Regions from separate parts of the Mus musculus genome. Here region 1 is linked to region 2. The links are chromatin contacts, called in public Hi-C maps. All regions are on one chromosome and are shown on one strand. The core of a region is the stretch at or near the end of the contact, and the rest is flanking DNA. Distances in the headings are between cores, read along the strand shown.

The links. Hi-C and Micro-C count contacts between places; a contact is called where the count stands out from the background.
Region 1: a contact with region 2 is called in a Hi-C map of Th1 cells, with 2.2 times the contacts expected there. The contact joins two enhancer-like sites. A contact is called at or near these places in 1 of 484 Hi-C or Micro-C datasets (Th1 cells) and 1 of 9 other capture datasets (embryonic stem cells).

Annotation. Positions count from the first base shown.
Region 1 is chr4:144,979,446-144,985,644 of GRCm38.p6, reverse strand. It overlaps Vps13d (vacuolar protein sorting 13D), which reads left to right. Exons shown (of 70, transcript NM_001276465.1): 68 at 2,196-2,327. Among named protein-coding and RNA genes, the nearest start is that of Gm36317, 19 kb to the right of the region's middle. Within about 2 kb of position 4,369, at least 99 of the 459 cell types and tissues checked have an H3K27ac peak or open chromatin away from gene starts, as enhancers often do. A contact at or near this core is called in Th1 cells, where this site is marked.
Region 2 is chr4:145,338,199-145,345,044 of GRCm38.p6, reverse strand. No RefSeq gene overlaps it. Among named protein-coding and RNA genes, the nearest start is that of Tnfrsf8, 26 kb to the right of the region's middle. Within about 2 kb of position 2,719, at least 32 of the 459 cell types and tissues checked have an H3K27ac peak or open chromatin away from gene starts, as enhancers often do. A contact at or near this core is called in Th1 cells, where this site is marked.

The DNA.
Region 1 (6,199 bases), core at 3,120-5,619, 360 kb after region 2:
AAGCTACTGTCTTGAAAGGAACAGGACACATGTCCACAAAGTTTCACATCTTTCCTTTGTTTCCCTAGTGGACTAGACAGAAGTACCCTAGGAAAATGAGATGATGCCCCTTAAACATCATAAAACCTCGTCTTTGCTTTGCAGCCCAGTGTAGGCCTCCACTGTTCCCCTCTCGCAAACCATTCACCATTCTGTTGCTTCTCTGCAGGCAGCCAGGCGCTGCTGAAGCCAAATGTTTTTTTCTCATGGTGTGTGCTGTTTGTGTGGAGGCAATAAATACACACATGTCTGAGTGAGGTGATATTCTCACTGATGTAGGGGGAATTGGCATGCAGGAGGCTAAGGCAGGCCAGCCAGTTCAGGGCCAGCTAGAGCTATATATAAGTTCAGGCCCCGCATGAGCTACGACATAGTAAGACCCTCACTCAAAGCAGATAAACCCAAATTTGTTAGCAGGTGTAGAGAGGTGGATATTATAGTTAGTGTGAAGTATATGTTATAGGAAAGCCCACAAATATCTGCAAGTTGGGAAGTGGGGTGAAAGGATAATCAAACCTTGTGTTGAAAGGAGGTAGGAAAGTGACCTCACCATCTCCCTTTAGAAGGGATGTCTGGTCTTCTACTTGCTATCCAGTGGCACTTCCAGAGTTTCTTAGGCAAAAGAACTATGGGAATGCTTGGGGAAGACATGTTATTGATCCGTCTAGACAGTGAAATGACAGCAGTTGTTTCACCAGGCCAGGAAACTAAAACACGCTATCTGGAAAAGTGCACCCAGCACCTTCCTGCGGACACCTTGTATATGGTGACCTGCTAGCATCCAAAGCTGAGCAGTTATAAAGTTCCTCTACAGTGGACCCATAGTGTCTGCCAACATCACCATCCCTGCTTTCAGGGAGAACTCAGGGGTCGGCACATTAGTAAGCCTAAACCTTGAAGGAGGAATTGAGCCTAAGCATAGTGGAGTATGTAAATATGTGCTGTAAATGAAGCCAACCCATTACCTAGTCCCTCATGCAAGTCACTGTGTCTTTATATAACTCCTGGAAACACAACCAAGACTTAAGCACCCTCATACCTAAATATTTGAAAATTGTCTGGGAGTAGGAGACTCACTCTCTGGCTTCCTACGAACTGTCACATGTATATACCTCCCCCCATGGCACCTTCTGGACCCACAGCCTGGCGAACTCAGCCTGACCTGTGTCCAGAAACACTTGCAATGATCTTAGCTCTGCAGATAGCCTGTGGCAAGTTCCAGGCTTCTGCTTCCAGGATCCTACCCAGACTTGCCCTACAGAGTACCTCTTCCCGGTCGGTCTGTCTCCACTAGCACCGGTTCTAAAGTGCTGATTCAGTGCGGCTGCCTGCTCCCCTCGTTGAGGTATGTCTAGAGAGGGATGTTTTGCTTCAGTGGGTTCCAGGAACAAATAATAGAAAGTACAGCAAGTGCACAGCTAAGGACAGACCCAGTACAGGCTTATCAGTCATCTGAAGTATGTGCTGTCTTTCCAAGACAAATATGGACTCCTGTTTCTAGGAAAACACCAAAAAGTATTTATCAATTATCCTGTCTATGGTTTGTGGAAAAAGACAACAGCAGCCGACCCTGAAAGCCATAGCAAAGCAGATTCCTTTAGGCAACCAACAGCCAAGGGCATGAGTTAGAGCTGCTGCTGTGGCCTGGGACTAGCTCCTTCCCGTGGCTGCTGCATTCCTTACTCTTTACCAGGGAGACTGAGCTCACTCCATAGGAACCTGGTAACATGGTAGGTTCACACTATAGCCTAGGCCCCTGCTGTGTTCTTCCTGAACCCACGGCATGTCCCCAGAGGGCTGACCCAAAGAGACCCTTAGCCAAATGGTGTGGGCCACGGGAAGCTTGTGATAATCATCCTAAAGAGCCATGGTGATCGGTAATCTATGCTCTCCAGCAGAAGCCCAACAGATAGGTAATGACATCCTATCACACAAAAAGTGAAATGGGGAGCTAAGGAAGTTAGCACATTGAACGTCATAATAATTTAGAGCCAAAAGATCGTAAAGTCCAGTCTGAATCCACAGTGGGCATGTCATATACCACACAGTCCTGCAGCAGCTGGATTCTGTCTATTAAGCAATGCCTTTTCAAACAAGGAAGGAAAATCCTTTTAACCATGACACTTTAACCTCTTCTTGTCCATTTGCCCTTCTAGGACCCAAGCCCAGAGGGTTCGGAAACCACGTTGCTGCACTGGTCCCCAGGGGCTGCTTCCTCGATATTCTGAGAGCCAAGCAGAAGGACAGGAACAGCTCTTCAAGCTAACGGACAACATCCAGGACGAGTTGTAAGTGGGGGGCTGTAAGAAACAGCCCATTGGTCTACTGTTTTGCCTTGTCTGTCTTTGAGAAATTTCTTTATGACCCAGGAGCTTCATGCTGATACAGCCCTTGGAAGAGACTAAAGAATGACTTGTCCTAAATGTCAGATTGTAAATGACCAGTACCAGAGGGAATGGCTCTCAGCCTGCTCCAAAGCAGACCTCCCTGTGTTGTCTCTGCGGTATCAGTCTCTGTAGTCAGTTCAGAGAGGCCGGGGCATGAGATAGTCTCAGTCTTAAGGGACTTTTGTCCCTTATATATATTTTGTTTTGTTTTGTTTTGTTTTGTTTTGTTTTGTTTTGTTTTGTTTTTTGAGACAGGGTTTCTCTATATAGCTCTGGCTGTCCTGGAACTCACTTTGTAGACCAGGCTGGCATCGAACTCAGAAATCCGCCTGCCTCTGCCTCCCGAGTGCTGGGATTAAAGGCGTGCACCACCACGCCCCATATATTTTTTTTTAACTTTACTGTTTGCTAGAGAATGCTAGCAAACTGAAACTAAGAAGCAAATTATTACCCATCGAATATCCTGGAAATGCAGTTTTCTTAATTATTTTGTTGCTCTTACACATTTTCAGTTAGTGAGATTATTCTTAGCTGACATGGTAACCATGGTAGTCTCTGGTGCTATTTTGTGGAAATTCTCCGAATGTAAGGTGCTGTGTGACCTGTGCTCTCTTGACCAGGTGTGAGATGACTGAATTTGGGGCGTAGAAATGTCCTAGTGTAACTTGTATCCTCTGAGGTGAAGCGAACTAGGGAAGATTCTGGCACTGTGGGTGTTGCTGACTGGTGGAAGCGTTCAGGGGAAGATTAGCTCCTGGGGGTGGCCTTCAGTGTCATTGCTTGAGACAATACCAGAGGCCTCAATTCCCATTTCATATCTTGTTTGAATGAGAACATAGAAAACGAAGTCTAGAATTTAGGAGATAGGATATGGCATCTTCTTAGGTGTATCCTGCCATGGTATCACTGGAGTATCTCTAAATAGTGCTGTGCACTTCTTCCCTTGAGCCTATTCTGCTACCAACACATGCTGTGCACCGAGAGGCTTCAACAACAGAAACTTAGATCTTCATTTCTGAACGCTGAGAGGGCTGAGACCTTCCTATAAACTGCACTATTGATGGGATTTTGAGCCTCAGACTCAAACCTAGAGAGTCATTTCTCAGCAAAACGGAACATAATATAGACTCTACTGGAGTGTCAGCCAGTGATAGCTAGGGTGTCCCACTCACTGGAGAACCCTCTGAACCTAGAAGTGCCTGGGGTTTAAATCACTCAATAAACTCAGCTGGAGAGCTGCAGGTCAACATTTGTGTTAACACATGTCCTACTTTCCATTTCCCATGAGGACTTAGGGATACTATCAAAGGATAAGTAAGGGGTGAGAGATGTAGCTAAGCTGGTAGAATGCTTGCTTAGCATGCACAGTGCCCCAGGTTCCATGTCTAGCACTGCATAAACCAAGAGTAGTAGCATTTGCACTCAGGAGATGGAGGCAGGAGGACCACAAGTTTAAAGTCAGCCTCAGCTACCTTCCACAGTCAGCCTGGCATCCCTGTCTCAAAAAGGAGGATGGGCTAAGTAAAATTACAGATCTTTGGGTGTTAAATCTTAAATTCTTTGTTAACCCACCTCTATTTGATCCAAACCATCTCTGGTTCTTTGAAACAAGATTCATTTGTAATAGAATGATAGAAGAACAGAAAAACACTCTGGACAAATTGTATAGTCCAGGCATCGTAGAGTTGCTGCCCACATGGTACACACCCTGGAAACAGGCCAGTGAGCTAAAATCTGCAGCCAGGAAGAAATCAGCAAAATGAGTTTCATAAAACACTTGAAGTTTCATGTGATCTGGGCACAGTTACTGCCTGAATTTTAACTTTGAAGATGAGGACCTTGTATCTCCACCCACGCTGAAGGTGGAGCCTAGCCAGTGGGTGGTGAGGGAGGCATGTGACCCCAGTCTTCCTGGGCATATAGGAGAGGTCACAAGGGACCCTGGCAGACGTGGCTCGGAGTGTCCTCTGTTATCAGCCTGTACTCAGGGTCATGTGAGTGGTCTAGTCATCCCTCTGCAGGAAGGGCGTACTCAGGAAAAACTCTGGTGCCGACTTCTACCTCTGACTTTTATCCTAGATTTGTAATTAAAAACATGTTTAAGGACCTAATTATTTGCATATTCCCCTCAGAGTTAACCCGTTAAAGGAGTCTTTAATACCTTGCTCTACTGTTCTAACTAAATGTTTCCACATTTTTTTCCACTTATACTCACTGTTTCACTTCTGGAAAATATTGTGTAATTACTTCCTGATGGAGTGAAAACCCCACAAAGTCCCCAGTGCCACAGCAGCGTCAACTTTGATCTCCCACATCAAGTTGTATTTAGTTTTGTGGGGTTTTTTTCCATTTAATTAAACAGTATTAAACAGATTGTCACTGACATCCAATTTAAGGTCTGCTAAGGCTTCATAGCAGGCTCATCAGTTCTGTGCACCTCTGCTACTTCCCATTCTCCTCAGTCCTAACCCAGGATCCTGTATGGTTAACTTTTCTGAACAATGCCTAGTTTGTGGCTAGGAGTCACCCTTTAGTTGTTTGTTTGTCTTTTATAAAGTATCTACTCGTTTCGAATATTTTATCAAGTTGGCCCATTCAGATTGCAGGCACAAAGGCGATCGATCACAAGACCAGATCCTTGGGTTCTTTCACTATTTAGACAGAAAGGAATATCTAGGAGGTGTGTGTGTGTGTGTGTGTGTGTGTGGTTTGTGAGTGTATGTATGTATTTTTAATACAGAAAATATAAAGAAAAAGCAAAGGCAACCTTGTAAACTTCAGGTTTTTCTCCTTGGGTGCTTGTCTCCTAGAGGCAGGGGAGGAGGGAATTTTGAAGAAGAGGATCCAGACTAAAGTAGCATGCTAAAAATGTCACCTTTCTCTTCTAATGAAACCAACTCATTTACATGGTTAGCAAAATCAAAAAGAATTCAGGAAATGAGTAATAGTGAAATCCCCTTTGTTCCCTCCGTCCTTCCTTCCTTTGCTGGAAATGGACCCCAGGGCCTTACATGACTAGATGGTCACTGTTTCTCTCAGCCACAGCCTAGCTCCAGCTTACACTGTCTCTAAGCCGGGAGCTAACCTGTCAGAAACATTTGACACCTGCAGACTTGTATCCAGCAGTTTACTCAGCTGCGCAGATAGAAGTCAATGGCTTGCTTGAAGTTCTGAGGGCAACACAGCCCCTGGTATCCCACACCCCATGTTGTACCTATGTGCAGTGGGGTTCCTCCTAGCATCCTTTCTCTATTGTCTTCTAAATCCTTGGCCAATACATTGTTTCACTGTGTGCCAGGTCAAGTACAACTTTACAACTTTGTGGTGTTCCTCAGCAAGTCCATAGTCTAGCAAGTCAAAGAGACTTGTTTGGGAGGGGAGGGAGATAACATAGGAGATAAACTGGGAGATGTTCACTGTTATTTCCCTTGTTGCCCACTGCCTGTAACATAGACAGTTACTGTTCTAACAGAAGTCTGAGCTACTTGCCATGGGCCTCTGGTGGTTAGTTTAGAAGAGAGGGCCTCTCTTTCCTCTTCTGGAAGGCCAGAACTTACCCTAGTGCTTGTGTGTGTTTGTCATCTTCCCTCTGTCCTCACAAGACAGATGGAGTGTCCCTCCTCTGTCACCTGAGAGGCTTTCCGTCAGCCCACCTGTGGGGCAGCAGCAGTGAAAAGTGGCTATCGGTAGACTCTGGAAAGCCAAAGTCCATGTGTCAGCCATGTCTTGGCTGCTCTGTTGGCTGGAGGTGGGGTGCAGAGCCTGTAGAGAGC
Region 2 (6,846 bases), core at 1,470-3,969:
ACCTTTGAAACAGTGAGCCCCCAACAACCTGGAATTGACCCAGGAATCTCAAGCTGGGAGAAGGAAAAAGGCTGCCATTTCTGGGAGCAGAAATCAGTATCACACAGTTCTGACTTGTCAGACCAGCTGGCAGGAGAGACTGGATTTGAGAAGATGGGCCAGTTTAGCAGGGTGTCATGGTGCACACATTTAATTGCAGTACTAGGAAGCAGAGGCAGTCAGATCTTTGACTTTGAGGCCACCCTGGTCTAGAAAACTAATTCCAAGACCACCAGTGTTACAAAGGGAAACCTTGTCCCCCCCCCCAAAAAAAAAAAAATTGATGGGCTAGTAATGAGCAGGACCATACCTTGACCAGGACTGCTTAGCCACACATACCTATTATCTTCTACCCAGAAGATGGACTGGGAGGGTGGGGGTGTGAGAGTGTGAGGGGGGGTTTGAGGGGGCTCACTGGACTTTTTTGTTCTTCCCAATGTGGCCACATTGAATAAATATCCTCCACCTCCGCCCCCGCTTTTCATTGTGTTTTAAAATTGAGTGTTGAAGAAAGGAGGTTGAATCTGGCTTATTAGGGCTGCCAGGGCCTATGCTTTGACCCCAATTACTCCTATAAAACTTTTGGTGAGCCAGCCAAGAACTGAACCTGAGGTCTTCAGGCTAGCACTCAGATAAACATTCCCATCACAGCACAAAGCTGAGTCCTTTCTGACCACAGAGTATTTCAGGTCCCCTCTCCTCTGGTTCTAATGGTGGTGGGCTCCTCTTCCCCGACCCAGTAGCCCCTCAAGGCAGCGCAAACTGCTTGGTTTTCCAGCCCCTGTTGTTGGGACAGGTTCCTGCGCTCATGCTGTGGATGTTTAGCTCTGCTTGGCAGAGGTGGGGACAAATGATCAAGTTTCAGCCTGGGGAGAAGGATAAGGGAAGGCCTGGAGTATTTTCCAGGTCTAGGATCTGATGTGCCCGTGGTATCCTTCCTGCTGAGGCAGGGAGTAGGATAGCAGATGAGTGTCCAAAGATTAACATGTGAAAGGCTATTGACCTGCATGTTTGGAAAGCTTCCTGCTCTTGGCTAAATCTCAGGAAACAAAGCTTGTATGTATGTATTTACATATGTATGTATGTATGTATGTATGTATGTCTTGCATAATATTCAAATAACCTATAAATAAAGGTCCAAAGGTCCCATCTCTTTCATCCTCGTCCTCAGAATCAGGACCCTAGTATGACTGTTTCTCTTCTTTATAAGTCATTTCCTTTCCATCTCTCCATGTTTCTGTACCATCAGTGTTATTAGCAACACTAGCTAACTCTTCCACCTCCTGGCAGGTTTCTGTCTACACAGTGAGAGACAGCAGGGTACAAGGCTCCTTCCTGTTCTCATGGGAATCAGGGGTAGCTGTGGGTAGAGGCTGAGCCTGGCACTCAGCAGCCACTCCCACCCTTGGAAAAGCCCAGACACTCTGAACCTCTTGAGCCTGTTTTCCTGCCTGTCCAGTGGGATCCAGCACTACCTGCATGGGCTGTTTGGAGGATGGAGTGATATTACTGGTTAGATACAGGAGCTTAAGGTCCCTGCCTGAACATGACTCCTGTCAGCCTTTGGATCACCACATGGGTCTTTTCTCTACCAGACTGGGTGGGTTCTCCAGGTCTTCCTGTCCTACTGGGCTGAGGCTCCTGGGGATGAGGTCTCCAGATATGGACTTTCCCCAGCCCTTGACTCTCAAAGGCTCTATGGTCATTGGCATAAGAAAAATTCACCACATTTTGAGCCCATGAAGGAGATTTAGGAGTGGCCACCGAAATATATGTCCACCTGGGACCTCAGAGTGTGACCCTGTGTGAATCCACTGCAAATGTTTTGAGACGAGATGGTCCTGTGTTAGGAATGCTCATCTGCAAACATGAATGTCCCACTTGAGTGACAGGTGCTACAAGTGGTGGCGTGTACCTCTAATCTCAGCTCCTCGCATCCCCTTCTGTGAATGAAAACTGGAAAGAAGCTGTGTCTGTGGAGACTCGTTGACTGATTAGAACGGCAGTTCTCTGGAGAGATCGGAATATTGCATGTCCGAAGATTACTTACTTTACCTTGGGCCCACCCTCTGGAACAGTCTTCCCTTTACCTTGGGGTGGCCCTCCAGAACAGCCATTCCTAATGACCTGCCCCCACATGGCATCATGTCTCTAATAGATAAAAAGCCTTTTAGCATCTAGTAACAGACAACCAGCTTCCATCAGCCTAAATGCTCAAATAGTATCCTGGGCATACAGAACAGCTTCCCCCATCTCACTGGACCTGCCTTTCTGATGTACCCACCAATTTATTTTAAAGTTTCCTTGAATTATGACTCGCTTCACTGTTTTAAAGTTATTAAAAAAAAAAAAAACAACTTCCTGAAACTGGTTCCACATTGGAACATGGAATTTGGGGCAATCTAAATATGTGTTCTCAGGCCATGGTCACTCAAAATTGCTCTAGAATAAATTCTGTAATCCCTATTAAGATGAGAGCTGTGGTTTTTTTTTTCACACTTATATGCACCGTACCTCATATTCTCATATGCACACATGCCCCAACACATGTACATAAGCATGTATGCACACACATGCTGCAGAAGAAACCACGTTCATCACCATGGCCTCAGAAGTGAGTCATTTAGCAGCCTGGGGGCTGCATGTCTTTCACAGAAGCCACCATCGGGCTTCTCCGTAGCTGAAGCCTTAACCCCAGTTTCTCTTGGTCTCACTTTTTCATTCTGACTTTGAAGGGCTGTTTTCAATCTCTCTCATGTGGTTTTGACAGAGCCCTGGATAACACTCAAAAGCCTAGCCTCCAGGCCACTCCCTGCTTTTCTGGTCAGTCCATCAGCTCTGGAAGAGGCCCAGAACTTCCCTGCTGGCCAGCCCAGCAGTTTGAGAGTTGGAAGTTAGAGAGGAAGGAGACAGGAAGATCAGAAGTGGTTGTCATGGGGGAGGGGTGAAGGGACAGGTGCTTAAGTGTGTCATTCAAATTTCCTCATCTTGTGCTGCTGAGAGCCATCCGAGAAGTGCTGGTTCAGAGAATTATGATATGAGCTAGCTGGGGAGGTGTGTGGACTGTTTGTGGTCACCAGCTGATGGCAGAGCTTCCCCAGGGTTACTGCCACCTGTATACCCAATTCAGTCCCTGCTATCAGTTTTCTCCTCCACCTTCTCTCTCATCCTCCCCTACCACCTTCTTCTCTGTTTCTCTTTTTCTCTCCTTCCAGTGCTGGGAATTGTACTCAGGGCCTCATGCTTAGTAGACAAACATTCTACCCCTGGACTATACCCCTAGGTTTTCTTTTTCTGATATGACTTTGAACAAGTCACCACTACACTCAATACCGTTTTTCTTTCCTTTCTTTTGAGACAGGTTCTTACTATGTAGCTCTGTCTAGCCCTAAACTCACAGAAGTCTTCATGACTCTATTTTGTGAATGCTGAGATTAAAACATATACAAAATGCTCCCTCAAGTCTTTGTGGGGGAAGTTGAGACAGATTTTCTCTGTGTGACAGAGCCCTGGCTGTCCTGAAACTCATTCTGTAGACCAGCTGGCCTGGAACTCATAAATATCCACATGCCTCTGCCTCCCAAGTTCTGAGACTAAAGGCATGAGCCACCACCACCCAGCTTGATACCTTTTAAAAAGCAATTATTTTATTTTTACCTATGTATATACGTTCATGTAAGTGTATGCCATGTGTGTGCCCTATGAGGTGAGCTGTAGGTCTACAGCCAGTTGTGAACTGCCCAGTGTGAGTGTTGAGAACCAGATTCAGGTCCTCTGGAAAAGCAGCAAGAGCTCTTAACTGCTGAGCCATCTCTCCAGCCTCCTCAACTCAGTATCTATCTACAAAAGACTTTTTTTTTTTTTTACAATGCCCATCCAGTGTGGTAGGGAGCATAGAGGTGAGCAAGACCTGAACTGCCCCCCCCACACACACATCCCAACTTGTGTGTCCAAGCTCTAGACTTCCCAGTACATGGCTTTATCTGAAGGGAAAACCTTTAGGAAGGTAAGCAGGTTAAAGTGGGACCCTACTCCAGTAAAATTGCTGTCCTTTTAAATAGGGGACTTCAGCAAGATGCAAACACAAAGAGGCTGTGTGAGAATGTGTAAGAGGGTGGCTGTCTAAAAGCCAAGGAGCTAGACCTTTGGAAAAGCCAGACCACCAATGCCTGACCTTGGGCTTCAACCTCCAGAATTAGGAGCAGTTAGATTTCTGTTGAGAAAGCATGCCAGTCTCTGGTGATTTTTCATAGCCCAGGCAGACCAATGGAAAGTAGTCCAGGCCCACTGTCTTGGTCTGAAATGCTTGAAACTAGGTCTAGTTTAGATTTCAGGATTTTAAAAAATATTTCCATACAGAACAAGACATCTTAGACAAAAGGCACAAATTCAAACACATGATTCGTGTGTGTTTTATACACAGGCATCCGTGGGAGAGGGCTGCCTGACACAAGAACTAGTAAGATACCTCTTCAGGTAAAAGTTCTTGGTGCACGAGCCTCACAGGCTGAGTCCTGCCCCATGGACCCTCTCAGTAGAAGGAGAGAGCCAAATCCTGCAATTTATCCTCTAACCTCCACAGTGGTGCCCATAAACTCATACACCAAGGAAGGAAGAAAAAAAAGAAAGAGGTGGGGGGAGGGGAGGGAGTGTGGAAGGAAGGAAGGAAGGAAGGAAGGAAGGAAGGAAGGAAGGAAGGAAGGAAGGAAGGAAGGAAGGAAGGAAGGAAGGAAGGAAGGAAGGCAGGCAGGCAGACAGGTCTGATGAAAGCAACTTAAGGAAGGCTTTGTACAGGCTCCTAGTTCCAGAGGGATACAGCCCCATTTGACAAGAAAGATATAGTTACAGGAGCCTGAGGTGGCTGGATACGTTATGTCTGCAGTCCAGAAACTAAGAGAGATGGATATTAGTGCTCAGCTCACTTTCTACTTTTTATTTAGCCCAAGTCCCCAGCCCACTGGATGCTGCTGCCCACATTCAGGGTGTATGTTCCCTCCTCTGCTGACACTTTAAAGAAATGTCCTCACAGACATGTCTAGCGGCATGTTTCCCAGGTGACTCTAAATTCAGTCAAGCTGACAATGAAGACTGAGGTCACATAAGATCAGGGGCAGAATTTTCCACTGATGGCATTACTCTGGCACTTGAAGTATAAATTTGGGGATGCTTTGGACTTTGAATTTTCAGGTTAGGGGTGATCAGTCTTCACTGTGATGGCTGGCATGCACAGAACAACTGCTCAATAAGGTAACGAGTATCATTGTTCAGGGAAAAGTCCTGAAACATAGAGATGCCTGCCTGGCACAGGAAGGCATCCTCCTATGGGGCAGATGAGACTCTGGAGTGTTTTCTCAAAGCAGAGATTGGATAGGCTTTCCAGCTTCCCCTTGTGAGATTGGGGACACCTACCTTGGGTGTTCAGCATCCCCAGGACCACATAGCATCCTACAGGCTTAAAGAGCTAGGAGAGGAAATGAGGCCCTGGAGAGAGTAAAGGGGACATAGTGATGCACACCTATATATAATTCAGCACCGAATCAAAGCAGAGCAGATTGCTCTAAATTCAAGGCAAGCCCGGTCTACAAAGGAAGTTCCAGGACAACCTCCCTCTTTTGCCCCAGAGATGAGATTGCAGCATTGCAATATAACTGGCTGGCTTGCTTGCTTGCTTGCTTATTTATTTATTTATTTATTTATTTATTTATTTATTTATTTATTTATTTATTTAGAGATGGGGGGGGGTCCTCACTGTGTAGCCTTGGCTGGTTTGGAACTCTCTATATAAACCAGACTGGCCTTGAACTCACAGAGATCTCCCTTCTTCTACCTCCCTAGAGCTGGGATTAAAGATGTATACCACCATGCCTGCCTAGTCCCCTTTTTGATAGGATTCCTCAAGCAGCCCTGGCTGACTTCAGACTCACTGTCTCACAGAGGTTAACCTTGAACTTCTGATCCTCATGCATCACTTCCCTACATGCTAGGTTTCTAGACTTAGGCTGCCACACATGGTTTTCTGACCAAACTCCAGGATTCCTGGACTCTAGACAAGCATTACAGTGAACTCCTCCCATAGCCTGGACTTCATTTTCTCTTTGACACACCTGGATACCTCCAATTACACAGTCATTTTCTGACACAAATGGAGCCTTTGTATGTTGTTTGTTTTCATCAGAGTCCCAGGGAAGAACACAGGGAACAGCTGAGGCAAGGAAAATATGTCCCACTACCTGAGTCTGTGCAATAGGGCACTCCCCACACAGGGGCCCTGAGGTCCGATCTGGTCATTTGGAGATGAGGGCCCCTCTCCTAGGTAGCATGAATGCCCAGTGAGCTGCAAGACAGGCCTGGAACAGCAAGCGTGAGATGACTCACCCTGTGCTATTTCTCACCCAGCATTTCTCAATTTGATTGGGTTGCTCTCAGGCAAAGCCCTTCTTCTTCTCAGAGCTGAGTCCGCAGCCTGACCTGGCTTTGCCCACTTCAGCCTTCTTTGGGGCTCATTCCCCTTGTCTTCAATGCTGGGGTCCCGTAGGGCTGCTGAAAATCCCCCTAAAGCCTTCCTTACAGTTTCCCCAGCATCCCCTTCTTCTTCCTTTATTTAGGTCTCAGGAAACATCCTCTCTAGAGAAGCCCTCCCTGGTCACAGTCCCCACAGTTAGAATGGGCTGTCCTCACAGTTATCTGCTGTCTTTCAGAACAGCCACCTTCCCTGACTCTTCAGAAGTCCAGCCTGGGCTCATTGTCTCCCTTCTTCCTTCTTTTCACATCCAATCACCAGCCAACTGTCCCAGTTCTACCCCAAAC